2 separate regions of the Mus musculus genome follow, and region 2 is linked to region 1. Evidence: chromatin contacts called from public Hi-C data. All regions are on one chromosome and are shown on one strand. The core of a region is the stretch at or near the end of the contact, and the rest is flanking DNA. Distances in the headings are between cores, read along the strand shown. Region 1 has its middle 34 kb from the start of 1700083H02Rik. Region 2 overlaps 9630002D21Rik (a long non-coding RNA gene).

Evidence for each region. A called contact is a pair of places that touch in the nucleus more often than the background predicts.
Region 2: a Hi-C map of adipose-derived mesenchymal stem cells shows a contact between it and region 1, with 3 times the contacts expected there. The contact joins two enhancer-like sites. A contact is called at or near these places in 6 of 484 Hi-C or Micro-C datasets (adipose-derived mesenchymal stem cells, bone marrow-derived macrophages, embryonic fibroblasts and 2 more), 3 of 115 datasets of contacts at active chromatin or transcription factors (the NIH/3T3 cell line, embryonic stem cells and fibro-adipogenic progenitors) and 1 of 9 other capture datasets (embryonic stem cells).

Annotation. Positions count from the first base shown.
Region 1 is chr12:71,415,033-71,420,477 of GRCm38.p6, reverse strand. No RefSeq gene overlaps it. Among named protein-coding and RNA genes, the nearest start is that of 1700083H02Rik, 34 kb to the right of the region's middle. Within about 2 kb of position 3,322, at least 19 of the 459 cell types and tissues checked have an H3K27ac peak or open chromatin away from gene starts, as enhancers often do. A contact at or near this core is called in adipose-derived mesenchymal stem cells, where this site is marked.
Region 2 is chr12:71,701,328-71,707,249 of GRCm38.p6, reverse strand. The region is part of intron 2 of 9630002D21Rik (a long non-coding RNA gene); the gene reads right to left. Among named protein-coding and RNA genes, the nearest start is that of Gm46356, 75 kb to the right of the region's middle. Within about 2 kb of position 3,534, at least 24 of the 459 cell types and tissues checked have an H3K27ac peak or open chromatin away from gene starts, as enhancers often do. A contact at or near this core is called in adipose-derived mesenchymal stem cells, where this site is marked.

The DNA.
Region 1 (5,445 bases), core at 2,073-4,572:
AGTGAGACGCCATGGATACCCAAACATTACGGGATATTGCTGATGCCAACGGTTACTGTACTGGCTAGTTTTGTGTCAACTTGACACAGCTGGAGTTATCACAGAGAAAGGAGCTTCAGTTGAGGAAATGCCTCCATGAGATCCAACTGTAAGGCATTTTCTCAATTAGTGGTCAAGGGGGGAAAGGCCCCTTGTGGGTGGTGCCATCTCTGCGCTGGTAGTCTTAGTTCTATAAGAGAGCAGGCTGAGCAAGCCAGTAAGTAACATCCCTCCATGGCCTCTGCATCAGCTGCTGCTTCCTGACCTGTTTGAGTTCCAGTCCTGACATCCTTTGGTGATCAACAGCAATGTGGAAGTGTAAGCCGAATAAACCCTTTCCTCCTCAACTTGCTTCTTGGTCATGATGTTTGTGCAGGAATAGAAACCCTGACTAAGACAGTTACCCTCAAGAACTTAATGATAAAAACCCCGTTGCTGTAGACAACACATGCTTGAGTCATAGAACATGGAGATATCACGCTAGTCCTGACGTGGAAGCTTCATCGCTACTGAATAGCTTTCATGGTACATGAAGATGTGATGGACACCTTCATTAGTATTACACATCTGTGGACACTGCAGTATACAATAGTGACTGGTTTACCAAGACATGCCCACTAGCACAATAGTGACAAAAACATCATGTGGAGATGAAACCCATACCTGGACCCATTGTCCAGCCAAGAACTGCGGCTAGACAAGTCAGAGGCCCTAGGGGAGACTCTACTAATAATACTATCTGCTAAATGGAGATAGTATTAAATTGACTCCTAATGACTTATTTATTAAAGTGACTCCTGATATATCTCTCAACTCCCATCAGATAAACTTCCTTTTTTCAGAAGATGACAGTGATCACAGACTCATAGTTGGTTAAGGTGCACAGAATAAAAGATTCCAGAATTCTCTATCCTAAATGGAACATATGTTCTACACCCCTCCTCCCAAGGTTTAGAATCATTGCAAAAGAACGGCAGAAAGAATATAAAATCCAGAGTTGGGGGATGAGCACAAGGGAACACTGTACTCAGTGCAGGGCAGTCATGTAAATGAGTGCATCGCAGCTATCACATCACACACAGGACCTGTGCAAGCTGGAGCCCAACCAAACCCCGGCAGGGAGAAGGGAGGTAGGCATGAAGTCCCTCCCCTAGCCTAGAAGCTCTTAGTATCTGATAGCTGATTGAAGAGGGAAGCTCAGTTTGCTTTAAGAGTGTGGCCCCTACTAAACTGATTGCACTCCAGTGGGTGCCACACATTCCTGGGCAGCACAAATCGGACTTGATGAGAGTATAAAGAGAGCGAGAACGGGACAGTCTGTGGGTAGGGGAACGGGAGGTGGTTCTGGAAGGAGTTGGAGGAAGCCATAAATATGATCAAAACACATTGTACTAACTGTGTCAAAGAACGAACCAAAAAAAGCAAGTCTGTGAGGGACATGTAACCTGACACAGCAGTTTTAGTGGTCATATTTAACGGGGTTCAAAACTACTGTTTCTCCAGCAGCCCAGACGTAGGAATGATGATGACCCCACAGGTCAGTATGAGGTGACTCAACCATAAGTTAGGAAAGAAACACACACAAAAGAATTACATAACATCTTTCCAGGAAGCTGAAGATTGGAAACAGTAATATTTCTATATTAATATATTATTTAAGGTATGTTGTGCACCTCTGTTAATAAATTAGATGTTAGCTAACATTTTACTATTCCATCCGTGTGTCTAAAAGTACACTTTAGAGAAACTCAAACTGGCCAAATGCTTTTCTTGGTATTAGCTGCCATGTCTTTAATTGATGCTGTGTGCTAGTTGAGCATAATGGGACTTCACGTAAGAGCAAAGACAAATGAATCACTCGGAGCTTTTGGGGGGGGGGAGGGGAGGAGAAAGGACAGAGGCAGAGAAACCCAAAGAGGGAACTTTAAAATCAAGAGCCAGCTTTTGAAATCACTGTCAGCTGCGTTTGGACTCTGACGTACCGCCCCCAGTCCAACCCCTTTGGAACACATTATCCAGAAGGTCTTCTCAGGATGTTCTTGAAGGTCCTGGCTCTGACTCAAATCCCCTGTCCTCCAGACTCCATGCAGTGAGGCCTCCAGAGAACGTAGTGTTTTGTTTCCAGCGTCTCTGGAAGCATGAAGAGGAAGCTGGAGCTAGGAGCTGTCACAGACTGAAGAAGTCAAAACCTTACAGTAATGAAATGATGCAGGGGCGGGTCATGTGGGCCACATTTCTCATTCAGCAAAAAGTATGACAGCATCCCTTTACCCGTCTGCATTGGCATTCCCAAAAAGAGGAATTTCCTTTAAGATCTTAAAAAAGCTTGGCAGACATTTTTCTCAGGCTGGGTAGAACAAATGGTTCAGTTCCTGTTGATGGTCCAATCAAGGTAACTTTAACAATCTTAATATCCTGTGCATCGTTTGGGGTGACTGCTGGCTCAGACTTAAAGTAGACATGTGTTCACACTTTGCTGGCATTACCACCTCTACCAGAGACATCTGTACTCTCCTCCCTGACTCCATGTCATATGGTCACCATCAAAGGTCACCCCAACTGAAAATCCATTTGCAGGAAGTATGCAGACTACAAACCACACAGGAGAGGAGAGCTGTCAGGCCCAAGCACAGCACCTCCAAAGCAGGCCCCACAACCAAGAAGATGGTGACTCGGCCTCAAGACTACGCTTCCTCCTTTTTAGTTCTGTCATGTTTTAAGCCACATACACATTAATAGGTCCTAAATAGCATTCTGCATGAGATTTTTAAGCTTAAAGAGTATATAATTACCATGTTAAGTCAAAACTTGGTATGTGTCTATGTGTATGCATAGAATGTATATGTTCATGTGTGCATAGTGAATATGTACTATGTATGTATAGTATGTGTGTATTTGTTTTATATATATATGTATATATATAACATACATACATATATATCGTGTGTATGAGAGAGAGAGAAAGAGAGAGAGACTTATGAATGTGTTCATAAGTGCAGAGTGTGTAGGTAGTGTGTGTGGTGTGTATATGTATAGTACTTGTGGTACATGTATGTACAACGTGTTTGTGTGTGTGTGTGTGTGTGTGTGTGTGTGTGTGTGTGTGTGACAGGCTGATCTATGCAACTGTGTCACTTTTCACTGAGGGAGAAAGACAGCAGAGAGAACAGTAACCAGTGAGGCCCTGACTTCTGGTCTGTGGGAAACACCGTCTAAAATCTGTCCCGGCAAGAATATTCTCATGCCTGCCTCATGAGGTATTCCAACCACAAAAGCTGCAATGTGGCTCTGATTCACACAAAATGAACAAATCCTCAGCTTCTGTGTCCCATGAGGTCACCTCTAGCTGCTTGCTTAGGGTTTTAACTTCTGGAACTAACTTTTTTTTTCAGTTGCTTAGTCAAGAGAGAGAGAGAGAGAGAGAGTTTCCCTACATTAGCTGAAAACTTTAAATCATATTGTCTTTCTTATTGTTAACATTTTAGTTAATCAGGACGTCTTAACAGTTTCACGTTTTCTTCATAGTTCAACCCCCGCCTCAAGTTATCTTCCTCAAAACATCTTTGGATAAGCAGGAAGAATTAATGACATGGGCTGAGAGTTAAATCTTGGTTCAAATCTATATTCTGCCATTTATTAGCATTATGACCTTTGGTGTGTTAATTAACCTCCGTGAGAGTTATAACATCCTCCTATCAGCATTGTGATTAAGATTTAAATGATGGGAGAAGTTAAATTAATTGAATCCGGTAACTGTCGCAGAATAAATATATAAGTGGTATTTTAAAGTGTGGGTTTTTTTTTTAAATCTTTTCCATCATCACCAGATTATCCAAAACTTGAGTTTGAAAATAAGAAGTATTAACAAACACGTGTAACAACAGGAACCCCACACACACCATGTCTAACTGCAGGGGAAGTGTAGCAGATGAAAGCCACATGATCCTGAGATGATAATGTCTATGGCAGAAAAACCAGAGTATCACTCCATTTTTGAAGAGCAGGAGGAAATGAAATAAATAATATTTTATATGTATATGTTATTAAGTGTGCAAAGGAAAATAACACAAAATTCAGGAGGTGACCTAGGACTTTCAAACGGGTTGTTAAATGACAGTTTGATGACAGCGCAGGTCGTGGGAGTCGATAGTGAGGATGGTGTGCTTATTTCTTGAATGGGGATCGGTAGCCTCGTCCTATAAGGAGCAAGCGAGTAAATAGTTTAGGTTTTGTGGTTGGCTTTTCTAACGCTGTGATAGTACACCATGACCAAGATCCTTACAAAGGAAAACATTTACTTAGGGCTAACAGTTTCCGAGAATCTATGACCATTGTGGTATGGAGCAGGGAAGCAGGCAGGTACTGGAGCTGGAACCGAGAGCTTTCATCCTGACTGACCCACACACATGAGGCAAAAAGAGCTAGCTGGATGGCATGGGCTTTTAAAACCTCAAAGTTCAACCTAGGTGCCTGCTCCAACAAGGCTCTCTCTCTTAATCCTTCCCAAACAGTTCAACCAACTGGGAGTCAACTATATGAGTATTTATATGAATGAGCCCATGGGCCATTCTCATTCAAACCACCACAGTGGACCACAAGTTCTCTCACATTACTTTGTTTAGTTGTTGTTTTTTTCATAAAGCTTTTAAAATATAATAACTAGGTCACAAAAATGTCTTAGAAAATAAAAAAAATTCATTGCCAAGCTGATGACCTCTGAATTCAGTCTACAAACCACATGTGGTATAAGGAAAGAACCACACCCTGAAAGCTGTCTTCTGACCTCCACATGTGTGCCCCGGAACAGGCCACGAGACTACACACACATGCGCGCACACACACACACACACACACACACAGACACGCACACGCACACGCGTACACACACACACATACACACACACACACATACATACATACACACACATACACACACACACACATACGTACATACACACACACACATACATACACACACACCAAATAAAAAGAAAAGTGCAATTTTCAGATAATGTATAAGCCAAATCAAAAGTCAATTCAACAAGCTTTCACTCTCTTGGCAGCCCCTCTTGGGCCAACTTCAACATAAGAAAAGAAACTTTATTTTTCCTGTTTCTAAAGTTAAAAAAAAATTGAAGAAAAAAAGCTATTAAATGCTCTGGAACTCTTGGGTATTCTAAACAGACCATAAACAAACTCTAAACCCCAAAGCTAATGCTACAGACATAGCTAAGACTGAGTCTTGGGCAGCAGAGATCAAAGACAAAATTCACAGGTCAATTTCTATTTTAGCAACGTGATAAAGATCATTACTAACACCATGAAATGAGTGTCTGCTCTCAAGTGAGAGCCCTACTATGTGCCAGGCACTGGTCTCACCTATGTAACTGCCACTTATTATCCACA
Region 2 (5,922 bases), core at 2,285-4,784, 290 kb before region 1:
GGAGGAACAGTGGTGTGTGCTAGCCTACAGCACTCTAGGCAGAAGGACCCACGGGGGCAAATGTGCAGGAGCATCAAGAAAGCTAGTTATTGGACAAACCATTCTCTCCCAGCCTGTGAGGGTCTTTTTCATCTCTTAATGGCATCTTTTAAGATTTGAAAGAAAACTTTAATTTCTAATGAAGTACAGAGTATCCTTTTTTCATGAGTTACTCTTGGGTGGTGGGGGACATGTGAGGATCATGTCTGAGTGTGAGAAACATGGAACATTGCACGCATTGACACATCGTTGCTGTCTAGGGGCAGTGCTAATGTCCCTACAGTTCCAGTGTTAGCCTAGTGTCTCTGCTGGGGCAGTGAGTACTTCAGCTACCTCCTGGAAGTGTTACAGTGTTGCGTTTTCCTTCTGGGTCTGGTACCCATGGAAGTGTTACTGTGTTGCGTTTTCCATCTGGGTGTAGTACCCATTTTGAATTACTTTCTTGATCTCTGTGTAGGCTCTTCATTGTTGTTGTTGTTGTTGTTGATGATGATGTTTGATTTGGGTATCCAGTGGTGCCATATCCAGCTTGTTAAAAAACATTCTGTGTTCCCCTTTCATTGGACTGCCCTTGCTATCACTATGAGGGTCTGTTTCTGAGTACTCCATTCTTCCCCTTGATCTATCTATTCTTTTTTCAGCTGTGTTGGTCACAAGAGCTTTATGGTAAGTCTTGGAATGTCAGGTACTATTAGTAGTAGTATTAGTAGCACGATGATGATGATGATTGATAGTTTTTCTGGCCCTTTTTCCCATAAGGACTATAGAATAAACCTGTCAATGTCTGCAAAATAGCTTAGTGGGATTTTTTGACTAGGATTGCACTGACTCTATATGTCTTTTTATGGTCCCAGAGTTAAGATTATTTTTAACTTTACAATGGTGCAAACACGATACACATTCAGTGAAACAATATACATCGACTCTGATTCTTTCCTTGGCTAGAAGTAGGAGTTACAGTTCTTGTTCATGAACCTGAAAGGCAGCAGTCACAACCCCCAGCTAGCCATGTGATCATCAGGGTAAACAGCCTACACTTTACCATGTATGTACTATATGTATGTATGCAAACTATGATGTTTGGTTAAGTGTCTTAGATTGCTAAATGCATTTCAATTTATGATCAATTTAATTCATGAATCAAGGAACATCTGTAGTTGAAAGAATCCCCCATTCTGTTCCCTGTGCTGAAGACCACACCCAGACTCTTATATAGCTTAAGCAAGCAAGCTCTCTATCTACCTCTGAGCTACATACATCCCGGCCCTTGGCTGTCTTTAGACAGTCTCACTATACACCTGAGGCTGGGCTTGAACCCATGATCCTCCTGCAAGATGTATTTATAGGTGTTAACTACCATTTCTGGCATAAGAATGACAACTTATCGATATTAACTCTTCATACCACCCATACACAGATGTCTTGCACCAGAGTCTCTTTCTCCTCATAGAGACCTTGTACTAATTGTATTAGAGTTAACAACTCAGCATCTCAGTTACGTATGCCCGCATATCCTATTATATAATACAATCAATGTTATATTGAAATTCAGTTTCTGCTTTGGGTAAAAGATTTTCTACCACCAAGGTTTTCTTTCTCCTCTCTCAAACGCTAATGGAGAGTAGAGGATTTCCTTGTGTGAGGCTCCACATGTGTTAACCATGAGCCACTTGCCATGACTCACTGATAGGGAGCATAGATGGCAGAAGGATTGTTAATAAGCCACAGGCACAGTTAAAGCAAACAAAACGATGCTCAACGGTTCCCTAAGGTTGGGCATGGTGGCACACACCTTTAATCCCATCACTCGGGAGGCAGAGGCAGGCAGATTTCTGAGTTAGAGGCCAGCCTGGTCTACAAAGTGAGTTCCAGGACAGCCAGGGCTATTCAGAGAAACCCTGTCTGAAAAAAACCAAACAAAACAAAACAAAACAAAACAAAACCCAAAAAACAAAATAACCCAAAAAACCAAAAAACCAAAAAAGACGCAGCTTAAAGATGAGTGAGGCTGAAGAGGACACAGCATCCCAACCATTCATACCCCAGTGGATCACACACTTTGTGTGCCTCTTTTTGTGTTCCTATGTAGATGTATTTGATCTAGCCTTGAATTCCTCAGCTCCAACCTATGTGTCCTGTGACAGACACTATGGATTATGGTGACAATGAGATCCTCATTAAAATGAGATGTGTTTGCTTCTCTTAAGGTGGCACAGTGTTAGAGACATAAAACACCCATGCCACACCTTCTAGTGTCCTTGGCACCCGACTCATATAACCTCTGACTTGGCTCCAGTTTCTAACTCCCTTCTGTTCTGCATACGTGCACCTGTGTTAACACCATGTTGTAATAGTAAAACCGTCATCACCATGCTTACCTACCTCTGGGATTACATCTTCATTAGGAAAAAAACATCGTTTTTCCAAAAATTAGGTTCAAGAAGCTTTCATATGCTAAAGTATGCGGTGTTTTACTTAGAATTCTAGAACAATGTGAGGATGGGCGGAGCAGAAGGGAGATAAAAGGACTGAAAATGAGGTGATAAGCATTGCAGCTGAGGGCTGAGTGGCAGGTGGGAGGGGCCACTGCAGCTGAGTGGCAGGTGGGAGGGGCCATTGCGTCTGAGTGACAGGTGGGAGGGGCCTTACACTGTGTGGAAGTCTTTACTTTTCTCTGACATTTCCATACCAATTTTATTTTATTTTTTTCAAGAAGAGAAGGAGAAGCTCTTTTAAAACCAGCAGGATATGGATGGGGACAGGGCTCAGCCGATAAGGCGTTTGCCTCACAAACACGTGGACATGAGTTTGATCCCCAGAATTTGCTTTAGAAGGAAGGTACAGTCACAGACTTGTCATCAGAGCACTGGCAAGTGAGACAGGAGGACCCTGAGTCTCACTGGTCAGCTAGCCTAGGCTAACTGATGAGCGTCATGCCACTGAGAGACTCCTTCTCAGAGGAACTGGATAGAATTTCTGAGGATGACATTCAAGGGGGTCCTAGACTCCACACATGTCCGTGTACGCACAGGAACATACACAGGAAGAAAGAAGGAAAGAAAGGAAGAAAGGAAGAAAGAAAGAAGGAAGGAAAGGAAGGAAGGAAGGAAGGAAGGAAGGAAAGGAAGGAAGGAAGGAAAGGAAGGAAGGAAGGGAAGGAAGGAAAGAAGGAAAGGAAGGAAAGAAGGAAAGGAAGGAAGGAAGAAACTTTCAAAATAATGCCTGTTAACATTTGCTGTGCATAGAGCCTTCCTCACTACTTTGTAGAGACAGACCTCTGCAAAACTGGGGAAACTGAAGGAATGTTAGGGTGTCAGCAGCCTCAAGCATAGTTTAAGATGAAGACAACAAGAAAGCTGGCGTGACAAGCACTGGTTTGAGTGTATCAGTGACTTGCAAAGCAAAATCCCGCAAGGCTGGGCAGTAATACAGCAGTACTACGTGATCAGAGCCGACTGTGATCAGATGTCCATGACTCATCGGACATTGGGCTGTACCTTACACGTGACATCACACTGAGTCTCCCTGATTGGGCTGTACCTTACACGTGACATCACACTGACTCTCCCTGAAGTGCTGCCATTATCTTATTTTATAAGTGAACAGTGACCGGGAGGGGACAAACAGCTTGCCCAACATCACCCTCTCTAAAGGATGAAGCTACATTAGAGCTAACACAGTCTCTCAATAGAGTCTGAATTCATTGACATTGTGTTTGTCTTGAAGAAAAAAAAAAGAAGTAAATTTGAATAAGTGAACTGGAAACGCCTATGAAAATTTCATAAATGAACCTGGGTCAAGTTATAGGCAGGCAGCTGATTCTGATTCTGGGAATCTGGGTGCTGTGAGGAAAGAGCAGGAGGAGACTAAGCCGGGAGGAATGAGGCTCGTGCCTGCGGTCTAAAACCTTAGGGAGGCATGTGCTGAATCATCCAATAATCAAGACACACGATTTAGTAATACACCTAGCAGTAAAAATGAAGTTATTGTGAATAAAGTAAAATGCCAAAACCTAAAATACAGAATTGGTAACTGGGCTATCCTTCATCACCCCCAAGTCTCTCTCTCTCTCTCTTTCTCTCTCTCTCTCTTTCTCTCTCTGTGTGTGTGTGTGTGTGCTCTCGAGTGCATGCGTGCGTGCACGTGCATGTATGCCTTAAGTGCAGGTGTGCATATGTCAAGCTATTTGTGTAGAAATCCCATGACAACTCTTTGAATTGGTCCTCAATCCTTGTAGGATTTGGGGATCAAACTCAAGTTGTCAGCCTTGTGCAAAAATGCATCTCTCCACTGGAGCATTTTACCAGTCCCAGCTTTTATTTGTCAACAAGATATTATGTAGCTTTCTTTATTCTTGAAGATTTTAGTGATCCTCCCCCCCCACCCCTTTTTGTGCCAAGAGACAGGACAGAAGTCCCTCCCAGGCATGACAAGAGTTTACGATTATGGGAGGTGCATAGTCTCTATCAGGGTTTCTCCCTGTCATCTCAAAATCATTCAGAAGAATACAGGTTATGTGTGATTCTATGTGTGATTCAAAACAAAGCAAGCCAAAACCCAGTCACTGGGCACGTGATTGCAAATACTTATCAAGGACACAGCCAGCTGGTGTCTGGCCACACCAGGAGTCCCTTCTGGGACATCTGTGGTTTGTACTGATGCATTCACATGGTCGAAACTCAGAGCCTTTGCTGCTGCAATGAATCTGAAAACCAACGCTCCTCCTCTGCATGTAAACATCTCTCACCTGAGAATCTTGACGAAATGCAGATACTGAAGAACTCTGGTCTACGCCGGAGGCTAGGCCTCACAAGCCCTTACTTGCTGCTGCAGCTGGCGGCTGCGACTGCAGTTGCCGCTGTGACTGCCGCTGCTATGGCAATCACACTAGAAAGAAAGCAAGATTCACTTGGGAGGTTGGTTAAGCATCCGGATTCCTGGAATGAACTGTCAGCAATTTTGATGTTGTAGTCTAGTACAGGTTTTTAAAAAAAATGTGTGTTTCACAAACGTGCCCCAGGCAAATGATTGCAGGTATCTTATGGGTCAAAGTTGATAAGCTCTCTTCTGCCACTCTGGACATCTCTTAAACTGTCTGTTCTGATAATCAGAAGATGCACTTGACTCTCTGTGAGCAACCTTCTGTCTCCAAATCTTGTGTTCATTCTCAGAACCTCTAAGGCCCTTTGCTTGAAGACAAGAGAGAAGGAGTAAGAAGAGATGGAGGGAAAGGACCACTTTCCACCTCCAGGGGGTGCTGTTCCCATCTCACGCATTCATTGATTCATTTAGGCAACATCGTCACTTAGGGATTCATGTACACTGGGCATTTGCTGCTAAAGCTTAGTTTGGGTTTGCAAACTATTAATGATTTTCCCCCCTGGTGATTGTTGTAGAAGGTTTTATCCTTCAAGTTTCCACACAGCTGATAAAATTAGAAAGAACTGGAAATGTTAACAGGATCAGGGATAAAATTGTTTTCGTAGCATGTGACAGGAAAGTTGACGTAGAAGAGCCAAACAAAGGGACTCCTTAAGAGGAAAAAGGCTACCTTTTTCACATGACAGAGTCAGCAGTCCAGGCCAGGAGGAGTCACACAACTCAAACCCCAAGCAGAAGGCAGAGCACACGCTGGGAATGAAGCCAGTCTTCTGAAAATTTGAAGTCCATGCCCAGTGGCACGCCTCCTCCAATGAGATCACGCACCGTGATCCTTCTCAAACAGTTCCAGTAACTGGGGATCAAGTATTCAAACATATGACTCTACGCAGATCATTCTCATTCGAACCACCACAACTGCTTAGTCAGCCTGTTAGCTAAGTTAGGAGTAAGGACAAGAGGAGTCAGAGAAACACGCAGGTACCACATCTGGACTATCGGGAG